Regions from separate parts of the Sus scrofa genome. Here region 2 is linked to region 1. A link is a contact called in public Hi-C data. All regions are on one chromosome and are shown on one strand. Each heading gives the region's core, a stretch centred on a gene start, on an enhancer-like site or on the middle of the called end of the contact. The rest is flanking DNA. Distances are from core to core; before and after follow the strand shown.

Region 1 (6,373 bases), core at 2,836-5,335:
TTTCCCTTTGTTAGTTAATGGTATGATTTGGATGATAGCTTATTTTTTAACGCTAGTAATGCTTTTCATTAAGTTGTAAACCTGCATTTCTCTAATCATTAAAGACAAGGAAAAAAAAAAAAACCTAGGAGTAAGATCTTCCTTTCCCTGTGACAAAATAAATTCATTGCACTTTCTTCCTTCTTTTTTCATCTTGCCCCCAGCCAGTTTCCAATTGTTAATGTAATCAAAGGTTATACAGTTTCTAATTCTGTATAGACTGAGGTTATCATTGCATAATTATTTATAGCATAAAATATTTCTTCAAGCTTAATTTTTGGCTTTTATAACCAATTTTTAAACCATAATTTTAACAGCCGTTTATACTTAAATCTTTAAATTTAGATGATGTCATTGCTCCTTGCTCTTCCTCCTATACTGAGACTTTCTCATTCTTGAGACCTTGATTTTAGCTATTTAGTCAGGAGTATGTCTGAAATGTTTTCTCAGTGAAGGCATGTGGGCGATATATTTTCAGAGTTCTTAAGTATCAGAGAAGGCTTTTATGTTTCTTTCCACCTCAATAATAAGTTGCCCAGATAGAAAACTTATTTGTCACTGTCACTTTCTCCTATAACTAGGGTGCTGTTGACTTCTGGTGGGAAAGTGGAGTAAGCTAAGATCAGTCTGACCACTGTTCTTTGTATGCAAGTTACACGTTGCTTCAGTTTCAAACTCCTAACCACCTAGCTATGACCTCATGGTCCATGGGGAGAAGTGAAGTTGCTGTCCAAGGATATCATGATACATTCCATGTGATACACTTAGAGGAGGCATCTCCTAGCAGCTCCAGAGAAGCCCAGGTAGCTCAGTACATTTTGGTTTAACTAGGGCGGAAAGAAAAAATGTTGAGAATGTACCCCTGGGGAAATGGAGTCCTAAGACATCTCTGTAAAGAAGGACCAGAGGCAGAGCTTTCTTTTGCAAGCAAAACCCTACGAGAGATACTTTTTTTTTTTTTTTTTTTGTCTTTTTTTGTTGTTGTTGCTATCTCTTGGGCCGCTTCCGCGGCATATGGAGGTTCCCAGGCTAGGGGTCGAATCGGAGCTTAGCCACCGGCCTACGCCAGAGCCACAGCAACGTGAGATCTGAGCCGCGTCTGCAACCTACACCACAGCTCACGGCAACGCCGGATCGTTAACCCACTGAGCAAGGGCAGGGACCGAACCCGCAACCTCATGGTTCCTCGTCGGATTCGTTAACCACTGCGCCACGACGGGAACTCCGAGAGATACTTTTAATGGTTGAGGTTAAAAATAAAAATGTATCTTCCAAATGATGTCCCCGCAGCGGTTGTCTCCTCAGTCCTTGCGTGGGGCCAGGCGCAGGGTAGACTCTCATTCAGTAAACACTGAATATTGACTCAGATAGTGAGAATAGAAATATTGATGATCAAATCAGATATTGGACCAGATAATCTCCTAAATAAACAAATCTGCCTTTTGCTTCTTGCTGGCTTTCTCTCATCACCACTTCTGGGGAGTTTTATAGATTTCTGAGATGCTCCAGGGCTAGGAAGCATGTCTGCTGGAGGCCGTTGGTCAAAGTCAAACCCATAAATCAGTCACCGGAGGGATTTTCTCTCCCATAAGAGATGGCCTCAATCCTGAACCCCCTGTCCCCAATTACTGTCTATGAAGATGGATTACTTCTGATGTCGATATTTCCAATCCTTTAATTCTTTCTTTCCTCAGTGAACTAAGCTCCTTCATTCTTCAGTGAAAATGGTGCTGTGCCTAAGTTTCTGGCATCCGCACAAGGAAGAAGCTTTCTGTGTGCTTGTGGCCTTTAGAATGAAAGCCAGTGATCTTTAGCATTCTTAATTTCACAAACCACCAACTCGTCTAAGCCCCGGTCCATATTCCAAAGAGGAGGAAAGGATTTGGATGTCAATTTAAGTCTTAGCATCTGTTCTGTTATTCAGGGCTCAGAGTACGAGAATGTGCCCTCCCTTTTTTTTTAATCCCACTCAGTGGAAAATGCTCCCCTTTCTGTTCCCACTAGAAAAGTTGTACATGCCTTAGAATTTTCCCACCAGAGTCAGTTTAGTAATTACCCAGGCGTTTGCCTTTTGACAGCATATGCTAATGAGTCTAGGTTCATAGAACAAAGTACACTCTCGGAAATCATGAATGAATTGATATATGAAAGCTGCTCTTTGGAACAGGAGTCTCTGGAGATTTCATACTTTCCATGTGTCGTCATCTGATTCAGGGATCAGCAAACTATGGCCCATGGGCCAAATCTTGTTTTTATCAGTAAAGCCTATAACAGTGACTTTTACAGGAAAACAATGCCAACCTCTGCTCTAGTTCAACACTTAAGACTAAAGCTGCCACTCACCTACCCCATCTCCTTCTCTGATCTCTACCGCATCTTCCTGATTGGTTGCCTAAATCAATTACCAATCCCTGTACTCACCACTTGGGCTAATTATGACCCCATACCTGTAGTTTCACCTCTGACATACAGGTGGCTACAGTTTTGAGTGTTACACTGAGTTTCCATATATAAAGCACCTAGCATGATACCTGGCAGTTAGCAGACCCACCATCTGTATTTCTCTTCCTTCTTTCTACCTCTTCCCCAATGAGCATGACCATTTATCCATGAAAGAAAAAATTAAATGGTGCTATGGTGCACGGTACTGATAAATTTGCAATCAGACAGCTTGGGTTTAAATCACTGCTCTACCCTTACCAGCTATGTGACCTCAAGCAAGATGCATAATCTCATTAAACCTCCTCCCAAAACAGCAATCATAATAGTATCTGTCTCCTAGTAGTATTGTGACTATTCAGTGAATAATTAATGCGTGTTAAGCACTTAGCAGAAAGCCTTGCACCTGGTGTGTACTAACTAAATGGTCCCATATATTATTGTCATCATCAGTGTAATAATCATCGTTAGTTTCTTCCCGAGGCGCAAAGTGTTGGTGAGGATCGTGGCTTTCATCGGCTCTGCCCACACTTGTCTGCCTCACCTCTGCCATTTGAGGTCTGCTCTCACAAACAAAGAGAACAGGTGTCTTCCTGGGGGAAATGCATTCTGAGTTTCACCTTCTGAAATGTGGTGTCACTAAAAATAAAGGGGAAGCATTCGAGAGGCTGGGTTTGCACATTTCCTTTGGATCCACTGCCTGGTTTCCTTCAGAGCCCTCGATGTATCCTCTGCCAATCTGCCCAGCCTTAGCTGTGCACCATGTGGTTCCCACCCCACACAGTTCTAAGGAGGCTGCTGGGAGAAGACCCTCTTCTGCCCAGATGGAGCTGCCTGAGTCAGTCCATTCATTCCTTTGTGCATTCATTCATTTTCTCACTTAACGTATATTTTACTATTCCTTGCACTGCAACATCAAGGGAGATTTAAGATTTAACTTTGTCATCAAAGGGCCAGTCATCTGGGGACTGGATTTTGAGGATGTGTTGGAGAGGCAAGAACTTGGGGGCTGGGAAAGTAGGGAGTTTTAAAGCAATCCAAGCATAACATGGTGAGTGGATTAACAGGGTGATGGAGCGGAGGTGGGTGAGAGGCTAGGATGAAGCTCAGTCTGTGTGAAGTTTCTAAGCTTGTTTTGAGTGGGTTCTTTCTAAACCTGACTCCTTGACTATAAATCCCTCTTGCTCAGGGATTATTCTGCGGGACTGGTCAGGCTCTGCCTCCCTAGGCAGTGTTCTCCCTAACAGGCTACAGCTGTGGTTGAACAGAGGGCAGGCTAGAGTCACTGTGATGTGAGTGTCCCCTGCCACTAGCGATCCGTGAGCAGACACGGCCCCGGAATGACAGCTTTCTGGGTTCAGCATGTGCCGAGCAAAGGCCATTCACTGTCTTTCCCCAGACCCAGGAGATACGTGCAAGGTGGCACTAGGAAGGAGCAACCCCCTCCCCCACCCCATGCCCTCCAGGGGACCATAACTCAGGCCCTTTATGGAACAGTGGGTCAGTGCCCAGCAGCTGCGCCTTTCTTGTCAAACACTGGCCTGGGAGGGCCAAAAATAGCCCATCCTGGGAACAGTGTGCATCCAGGAAGTGGTGAGTGGGTTGCCTCCAACGGGGAGGGTGAGCCAGGACTCCTCATCCCAGGCGGCCAGGGAGGGCGGAGACCTGGGTAGCGGCTGGGCTGGGCTGGGCCAGATGTTTGGGATGCCAGGGTTCCTGTCCAGCTAGGCTTGCCTTCCTCTCCTGGCTCTGTCCTCCCATTCCTCCACTCCTTTGTGCTAAACCTCTCCTCTGAGCCCCCTGGTCCTTCTCAGAAAGTTCCACTGGGACGCCATCATCAACCAAGGGGAAGCAAACCTGACTCAGCCTGTGAGGCCCCTGGGAACCTGCCATCCGACTCCTCCCTGTGCCCTTTGTGCTCCAGCCAAAACTGGCTCCTCAGCATTTCCCAAACACTAGTGGCTTTTGCTCCAGCTCTTTCCTCCCCCACCCCTGCTCCGCCGCCCCCATCCTCAAGGATTGCTTCCTTCAAGGACCAGCTCACGTGCCAAGTCCTCCCTCTGTAAGGCCATCATAGGATTTATCATTTACCCTGGACTGTCTCAAAACAAAATTCACATACCAGAAGTGCCTGGGCAATTCAGGTTGTGAGGTCACCCTCTTTTGAAAAGAAACGGGTCCCTCCCTTTACAGGCTCCCTCTATTCTTTCTTGGAAAAACTGTTGGAACAGATCCCGTGGCACTGCAGAATATGGGCATCCAGCTAAATGTTCAGTTCCTGCCCTGGGATCTAAACTCCCTGGGGACTGCCAGCCCCTCCCCAGCACCCAGCACAGCTCATTGCCTAAAGATGGTGTTCATTTCTATTCAGAGAAGCCACCTGTTAGGGAGTGAGTTTGGATGCTGCGTGCCAGGCACAGAGCTACTGGCTCTACATGCATTCCTCTGCACTCCAGTGCTGCTCCACCAAGTGACCCACATCAGCACAAGAGCAGGAGGCCCCTGCCACAAAGCCTTGGCACTCCAGGCTCAGACCCTGATTTAGCTGGCAGACCAAGCTCTCCCAACTTCAGGCAGCTACCAGAGGAGATCCTGCCAAATTTGTGGCAGGAAACAGTTGATGGTTGCCAGAAAAGGACCACCTACAGGTCATGCCAACCACATGTTCCTTGAGATGGAAGGCCAGCCATGGCTTCTTGTGCTGCATCACTGGATCACTCAGTGATCAGAGCAAAGCCCCAGCTCTCTGTAGTGTAACTTAGCTCACACGCAAGAGTGCCTGTTGAATTAACCTTACAGTCTGGCCTTGGCTTTGTGGGGTGGGGGTCGGGGGGGCTGTATGAGAAATAGTTGTAAGAAAAGTTACTTCTGAAACTGACAACACTTATGACTTGAACCAAGCCAGAGCCCAGACTGACTTGAACCCATGTGGCAGGACTCAAACCCAGTTTAGAACTTGAACCCACAGTTTTTAAATTAGAATCACTCACCTGGTGTCTGGACTTAACTGAGGTTCAGGTTCTTTGTGCCTCAGTGCAGAAGGAATTCATTGAGAGACAAAGTGATAGGAAAGACATAGATTTATTAAGATAGGATGCTTGGGAGAGATACAAGTGGGCAGGCAAGGAGGCTCTGTCCTGAGGATTAGCTGGGCTAGAGTTTTATCATCTAAGGGAAGGTAGGGGTCGGAAAAGACCGCCTCTTCATCTTTCTTAGAGTAGCAGCTCCACCTTAGCATCCGGTAAGAGAGTAATTGACCCTATAAGGTCGAACTAGGATGGTCTAGGTGCTTATTCAAATCAATAGAAGGGCAGTCCTTAAACTCCTGCCCTTGGTCCTAAGGGCAATGACCTGAGGCATAGCTCATGCTTTTATTGGTGGTAAGCCTGCTTCATTCTGATGGCTTTCTTGAGCGATTATTAATTTACAGTGATTTCCCAAAGTTCCCTATTGGTCCCCTATTGGACCTCTACAAGTACCTCTGTAACTAGCTTACTCCATCCCTATCACTTCTACGCTTTAAGAGCCCTGTTGAAGTTTCCTTGAAGAATTAATGAGATTAAGCCCACATAGTAGAGAGATAACTACCCTCCCCCTTTTTTTTTAGCTGGGGTCAAAAAAGAAACAGTAAAATGAAACAAAATCTTAGGGGGGCATCCAAAATAGTAAATGACAAAGTAGAGTCTTCTGGGTGAAGGGTACAATGGGGCTTGAAATTCTGTGCTCCCACCAGCCGGCTCCCTCTACTGAGTATCTGAGAAAACAGCCTTTAGTGAAGAAGATTAATACCCCAGAATCACTAGTGGCTTGGGTTGCTGGAAAACACAGGATAAGCACGGCAGAAGGACAGGTGTTGTCCACCAGCCTTGCGGGAGGCATGCAGTGAATGCTGGTG
Region 2 (6,373 bases), core at 1,553-4,052, 200 kb before region 1:
TGATGAAGTCCAAACACAGCCCAGAGGGGGGTCAAGCTGAGTGTGCACTGATTTCGAGGTAGCCTTCACTCTAGGCCCCACTTTCCAATTTTCTTGGGTTACACTGCACAATCTAGAAAGAGTGAGCCTTGAGAGCTTCTGTACTCCCTTCATTCAAAAAGGGACAGTGCCTAGAGTGATAAAAGACATAGGCTCAGGACTCAGTTGGCCCAAGTTTGAGGCCCAGCTCTGCCACTGCTGTCTATGAGAGTTGGCCCAGGCCACCGGCTTTTCTTAAACCTCATTGTCACATAGGGCTGGGGGCACTAAACTGAACTCATCGGGGTCAAGGCTCCAGTTCCATGCAAGCCTCGGGACCTGGAGTCCACTCCTGCTTCTTCTGCTCCCACCCAAGTTCTCTTAGTTCTCTGACAAGGTAAAAGCAGAAGACATTTTTCAGAGCCAAAAAGAATAAAAAAATGTGTCTCCCAAATGATGTTATCCACCTCCCAGTGCCGCCACATATCTGACAAGTTAAAAAAAAAAAAAAAAAAAATTCTACCCTTGGAAGAGAAGGGGAGGGCAGAGGCAAAGCAGTGTCCAGGTGGGTCATTGTCACTCCACTTTCCCAGTCTTGCCATGTAGTAGAAGATCCTTATCTTTGTAGGTCCTCCATAGGGGCAGGGGAGGGGTGGTGAGAAACACTCTGAAGCTGCTACATCTTGGCCTTCCAGAGAGTTATAGGGATGGTTTTGTTAAGAGGCATCTTGAGGGCATTTTATCCCAAAGCCTTTAGCACAAAAAACAATATAAAAAAGATAATCCTGGAAGTTCCCGTCATGGCTCAGTGGTTAACGAATCCAACTAGGAACCATGAGGTTGTGTGTTCAATCCCTGGCCTCACTCAGTGGGTTAAGGATCCCGGGTTGCCATGAGCCGTGGTGTAGGTTGCAGACACGGCTTGGATCCCAGGTTGCTCTGGCTCTGGTGTAGGCCAACGGCTCCAGCCAGTTAGACCCCTAGCCTAGGAACCTCCATATGCCGAGGGAGTGGCCTTAGAAAAGGCAAAAAGAAAAAAAAAGAAAAAAGATAATCCTGAAAATCCTAAAACCTTTTTAGAGCAATTATCAAACAGGAAGGAGTTTCTTAGACTCTAGGAAGACAGTTCATGATAGGAAAAGCCCTGGACAATGAGTCAGAAGACAGGGTTCTCAAAACAAACTTCAACCTTAACAAGACAGCTGAACTCTGGGGACCATAGTTTTCTCAGCTCTACCTAAGGGGTAGTAGGCTCTTTTTCACCAGTTTAGTGTGAAGATTTATGGGGATCTGTGTGAAAGACATTTAAAAATGACCATGTAACACAATACTATTATCAAAAATTATGAATAATAATGATAGTAAAAAGGAAAGTTCTTCAGTTCTTCTCCAAATTGTCTAAGAAGAGAAGACATTTGTTAAGGTCAGTGTTTTTGAAATTTTTTTTTTTTTTTTTTGGTCTTTTTGCTATTTCTTGGGCCGCTCCCACGGCATATGGAGGTTCCCAGGCTAGGGGTCTAATCGGAGCTGTAGCCACCAGCCTACACCAGAGCCACAGCAACGTGGGATCCAAGCCGCATCTGCAACCTACACCACAGCTCACGGCAACGCCGGATCGTTAACCCACTGAGCAAGGGCGGGGACCGAACCCGCAACCTCATGGTTCCTAGTCGGATTCGTTAACCACTGCGCCACGACGGGAATTCCTGAAACGTTATTTGATGTGACCTTCAATAAGAAAAAATCAGTTTACATTGTGGAGCCAGGATCTATATACATATGTCTCTGTGTGTACATATATATTGATTCCCCAGAGAAACAGGACCAACAGGAGGTATATAAAGATACTTATTAAAAAGCCATTGGCTCACCTAATTACAAAGACTGAGAATTCTTATAATCTTCCATCTGCAAGCTAGAGTCCCAGAAGGCCAACGGTATAGATTACAGGGTGAGACTGAAGGCCTAAGAACCAGGAATGCCAAGGGCAGAAGATCAATGCCTCAGTTCAATCAGTCAGATAGAGAGTAAAGTCAAACTTTCTCTACATTTTCTATTCTATCCAGGCCTTTGAGAGATTGAATGATGCTCACCCACTTTGGGAGAGGGCAATTGCTTTCCTAAATCCACCAATTCCAAAGCTTAATCTCTTCCAGACACACTTTCACGGACTTCTGAGTATCTCTTGGCCCAGCCAGGTTGACACCTGAAATTAACCACTACAGCATTCAAAAACAAAAATTTCACAAGATAAGACTTACCTTGAAAATAAAAGGGACTCTGATATGTTCTATTCTTTTCCATTCTACTTGAAATAAAATGCTGATTATAATTCTTAAACTTGATTTGGTTAAAACTCAGCCTAAAAAATACTAGTCTAGATTAGGGATCAGTAGACTCCCTCTAAAGGGCCAGGTAGTAAATCTCTTAGGCTCTGTAGGCCATAGAGTTTCTGTTGGAGAAAGCAGTCACAGACAATGCATAAATAAATGAGCCTGGCTGTGTTTCAATGAACCTCATTTACAAAATCAGGTTGCCAGCCCCCTGGTCATAGTCTGCTGAACCCTGTTCTAGACGAACTCGAGTTTTTTTAGGTAGAAATGTCCTAAAGGACTATGAGAATATAATTCAAATTGCCTTAAAAACCATCTGTGTCTCTAAGTTCATTGCAGAACTTGCTAACAACCTCAATTTGGCCTCCTGAATCAATCCACCCTCATGGAGAGAGAGAGTTCTTCCAACAGCAGAAATAGCCAACCCCGGGTCTCATGACAAGTCCTCCTCCCAGTGCAAATCAACAACCTGGCATCTGGTCATGAGTTGAATTACTGTGAGTCATTGCCCAAGAGCCTGACCAGACTTGAATGGAAAAAGAAGTCATATTCTGGAGCCTACAAAACCATGGACTGGATTCCAAAATGTCTCATCTCACAAAGCACTGCCTTCCCTCTCCCACTGCTTTCCATTTGCCCCAGCCTGGAAAAGTGAGATTGGAAGATTATTAACTATGGAAACCAAACCGATTGTGCACTGGAAAGGGCAGTTCTGTTTTCAGCTGAGTCTTTGACACTGTGTAACTATGAGAGAGGAAACTTCAATGATCACTTTGGTGAAGAACACGTTTTTTCCCAAAACTTTTTCATATGCAACATAAGTGACCTTTTAGTTCGACTTTTCCAGAAGAATCATCTTGCCTTTGTTTCAAAGTCAGTAGAGCCCAGCTTGGTGACCCTCAACAAAGACAACCTATGATCCTGCAATTGCACTCAGAGAATCAGTGATTTTTAACCTCCTCTGTCACCTTACTTAGTGCCTTAAAGGCATAGGGTCATTCAGAGCTCTCCAAGGGGTCAGAAAATTCTCTTTTAAAGGACCAGATAATAAATGCTTTAGGTTTAACAGGTCCAGAGGCAAAAGCAAAGAAAAAAATTCAGGTACTTACAGAATCATTTAAAAATGTGAAAAGTAGGAGTTCCCACTGTAGTAGAGCAGGATTAAGGATGCAGCATTGCTGCAATTGTGGCAGAGGTCACAGCTCCAACTCTGGATTCGATCCCTGGCCTGGGAACTTCCATATGGCATGGGTGAGGCCAAAATAAGGGGGGGGGACTATTCCTAGCTCACAGACCCCTCCAAAACAATTGGAGAGCAACATTTGTCTCATAGGCGGTAGTTTGCCAATCCCTGGCTTAGAAGGATGGAGGGCAGGGCAGTACCACAGCAGCATTATTCAACTGGAAATAAAAAGATAGATTTGGCTTTTGGAAAATATGCTTTCAATGTCATTGTTTCTTTTGATAGATAGCATTAAGTAAAGGGAATTTATTGTACTAGAATAAGGATATTTACGAGGCTAAAAATTAAGTACATAATTTAAGGTTAGAAAGTCTTAAAAATAAAATTATGTGGTTAGAAGGCCTTAACGGAAAAATTGTATGGTTAATTTTGCTTATAAATGTTATTCATGATGTAGTGGAGAAATATTTTAATCTGGTGGATTTAGGCAAGTCCTAGTCAATAAATTGAAGACACAGAAATGGTGTTATAGAGTAAAATTCCATGAAAATTCTACATTCTTGAGATCCATACAATGGAGTGAAGAAAAAAAAATGAGGAAAAAAAATGTTTAGAATCTGGCCTGTAGAGCAGAAGTCACCATGAAGATTGGACCTGGTTGTCTTGTTATGGGATCCAAGACCACATGTTAATGACATATAGAAGCAAAATCACATGCAGGTAATGTAGCAATATAACTTGGGGTGAGCTTCAAAGGGTCTTTAGAGTCCCATTTGAAGAAAGTACCATAGAGGGGTTGGGTGGAGAACAAAGAGTAAAATAGTGAACAACTTGAATGGTAAATATAGGAAAGAAGCTGAGTCCTTGGGAATGAGAACATTTGGGATGCTGAATATGTCCAGCATTCCTGCCAAACCATCCATCTTCATGACTCCATGTTATCCCATCTGTTCTGCTCATCACCACTGCTGTTGACCTGAAGCAGTGTAACAAAAAAGTGAATCAAATGGAAATTGTAGTCAAGGAGTGGAGCATGATCTTGGCTGGGAGAACAGACTCAAACTCCAGGGCTGAAGGGTGAGGTGAGGCTCCAAGTGGGAGAATGGGTACAAAGATCTGAAGCCAAAAGGAGCAGGAATGTATAGACATGAGTACACAAACAGAATCAGGACCAGTAGTTCAGGACAAAGGTAGGAGCAAGTTGAAAACATGAACAGACAAATGACTGCAGAAAATGTTCCATTTGAAGGCACTGGAACACTATCAAAGCAGCGTAGAATAGGCTGATGGTTTCCAGAGCCAGAAGGTACATAAAATAGGTAAATGTGATAAAAAGATACAAATTTCTAGTAATAAAATTAGTCATGGGGATAGTATGTACAGCATGGTAACTAAATATTATATTGTCACCTAAAAGTCACTAAGAAAGTAAATTCTGAACCTTCTCATCACAAGAAAAAAATTATTAACTTGTATGGTGACAGATGTTACCTAGGTCTATTTTTGTGATTATTTCACACTATTCACAAATATTAAGTTGTACACCTGAAACTAATGTAATATGTCAATTATATCAATAAAAGAAATCATTAAATAAGAAAAGATCGCCATGAGAAAGAAATAGATACTGGCTTGTAAAAAAAAAAAGCAGCAGAAACGAAAAGCACATTAATGTGAGTCTGATATTCTAGACATATTTCCTCTTGAAGCATTTACTAATATTAAAGCAGCTCAGAGCCAAGAGACTAAGAAGAGTGTATAAAGTGGTGTCTAAGAGGCTGAGAGGCTAAGAAGAGATTTTGGTAATCTCATAGAGCCTTAAAGACAGCAATTGAAGGTCAGAGCTCACCAAAGAGAAGGAGCTCTGGTAAACACCCCAGACTTCTAGTTAGAACCATACAAAGCATAAACCCTAGGAGCAAAGGTAAACAGGAAATATACCATCCCTCACAAAATCTGAAAGCACTGTCCAAACTACTCAATCATAAACTGAATTAAAGACATCTGACTCAATTCTAACTGCCTGCAGAAAGAAAAAATTAATTCTCTATTGAAGAATATGTCATTTGATCTCAATAATTTTCCATAACCAATATTTGATTCTCAATAAAGAAATTACCGGAGTTTCTGTCATTGCTCAGCGTTAGTATCCATGAGGATGCAGGTTCGATCCCTGGCCTCTCTCAGTGGGTAAAGGATCCGGTGTTGTTGTGAGCTGTGGTGTAGGTCACAGATGCAGCTCGGGTCTGGCATTGCTATGGTTATGGCAAATGCCTGCAGCAGCAGCTCCAATTCGGTCCCTAGTCTGGGCACTTCCATGTGTCACAGGTATGGCCCTAAAAAGCAAAAAAAAAATATATATATATATATATATATATATGAAAAAAAAGTAATTACCATGCATGCTAGGATTTAGGAAAAGTGACTAAAAATTTAAAATCAAGAGAAAAAATAAAACAGAAAAATGTGACAAGCTGGAGGATTTCATTAGAGCATTTCATTTTAATAAGAGATTCATGGAAATTCCAGAATTGAAAATATGAAAACAAGGACCCACTAGATGAGTTAATTAGTAGATGAGTAGGTTAGCTCCAGTAAAAAAGATAATTAGTGAACTGAAAGATAGGTTAATAGAATCTATTCAGATTAAATGAGGTAGAGAAGAAAACATGAAAGTGTATAAACGTTTATATTAAACATATGAGATGCATTAAGAAGATATGATATTTTTAATATTTGGACAATTGGTGCACCAGAAGAAAAAGATGGAACAGAAAGAGTGTTTGAAGATATAACTAAGAAAAACATTGGAAAACTGAGGAAAAGCATCAAATCAAAG

What was found. Hi-C and Micro-C count contacts between places; a contact is called where the count stands out from the background.
Region 2: a Hi-C map of skeletal muscle shows a contact between it and region 1, with 3 times the contacts expected there. The contact joins two enhancer-like sites. A contact is called at or near these places in 2 of 47 Hi-C or Micro-C datasets (heart right ventricle and skeletal muscle) and 1 of 2 datasets of contacts at active chromatin or transcription factors (skeletal muscle).

The regions. Positions count from the first base shown.
Region 1 is chr7:86,965,258-86,971,630 of Sscrofa11.1, reverse strand. The region is part of intron 2 of SLCO3A1 (solute carrier organic anion transporter family member 3A1); the gene reads left to right. Among named protein-coding and RNA genes, the nearest start is that of SLCO3A1, 130 kb to the left of the region's middle. Within about 2 kb of position 4,085, at least 30 of the 83 cell types and tissues checked have an H3K27ac peak or open chromatin away from gene starts, as enhancers often do. A contact at or near this core is called in skeletal muscle, where this site is marked.
Region 2 is chr7:87,167,505-87,173,877 of Sscrofa11.1, reverse strand. No RefSeq gene overlaps it. Among named protein-coding and RNA genes, the nearest start is that of SLCO3A1, 67 kb to the right of the region's middle. Within about 2 kb of position 2,802, at least 11 of the 83 cell types and tissues checked have an H3K27ac peak or open chromatin away from gene starts, as enhancers often do. A contact at or near this core is called in skeletal muscle, where this site is marked.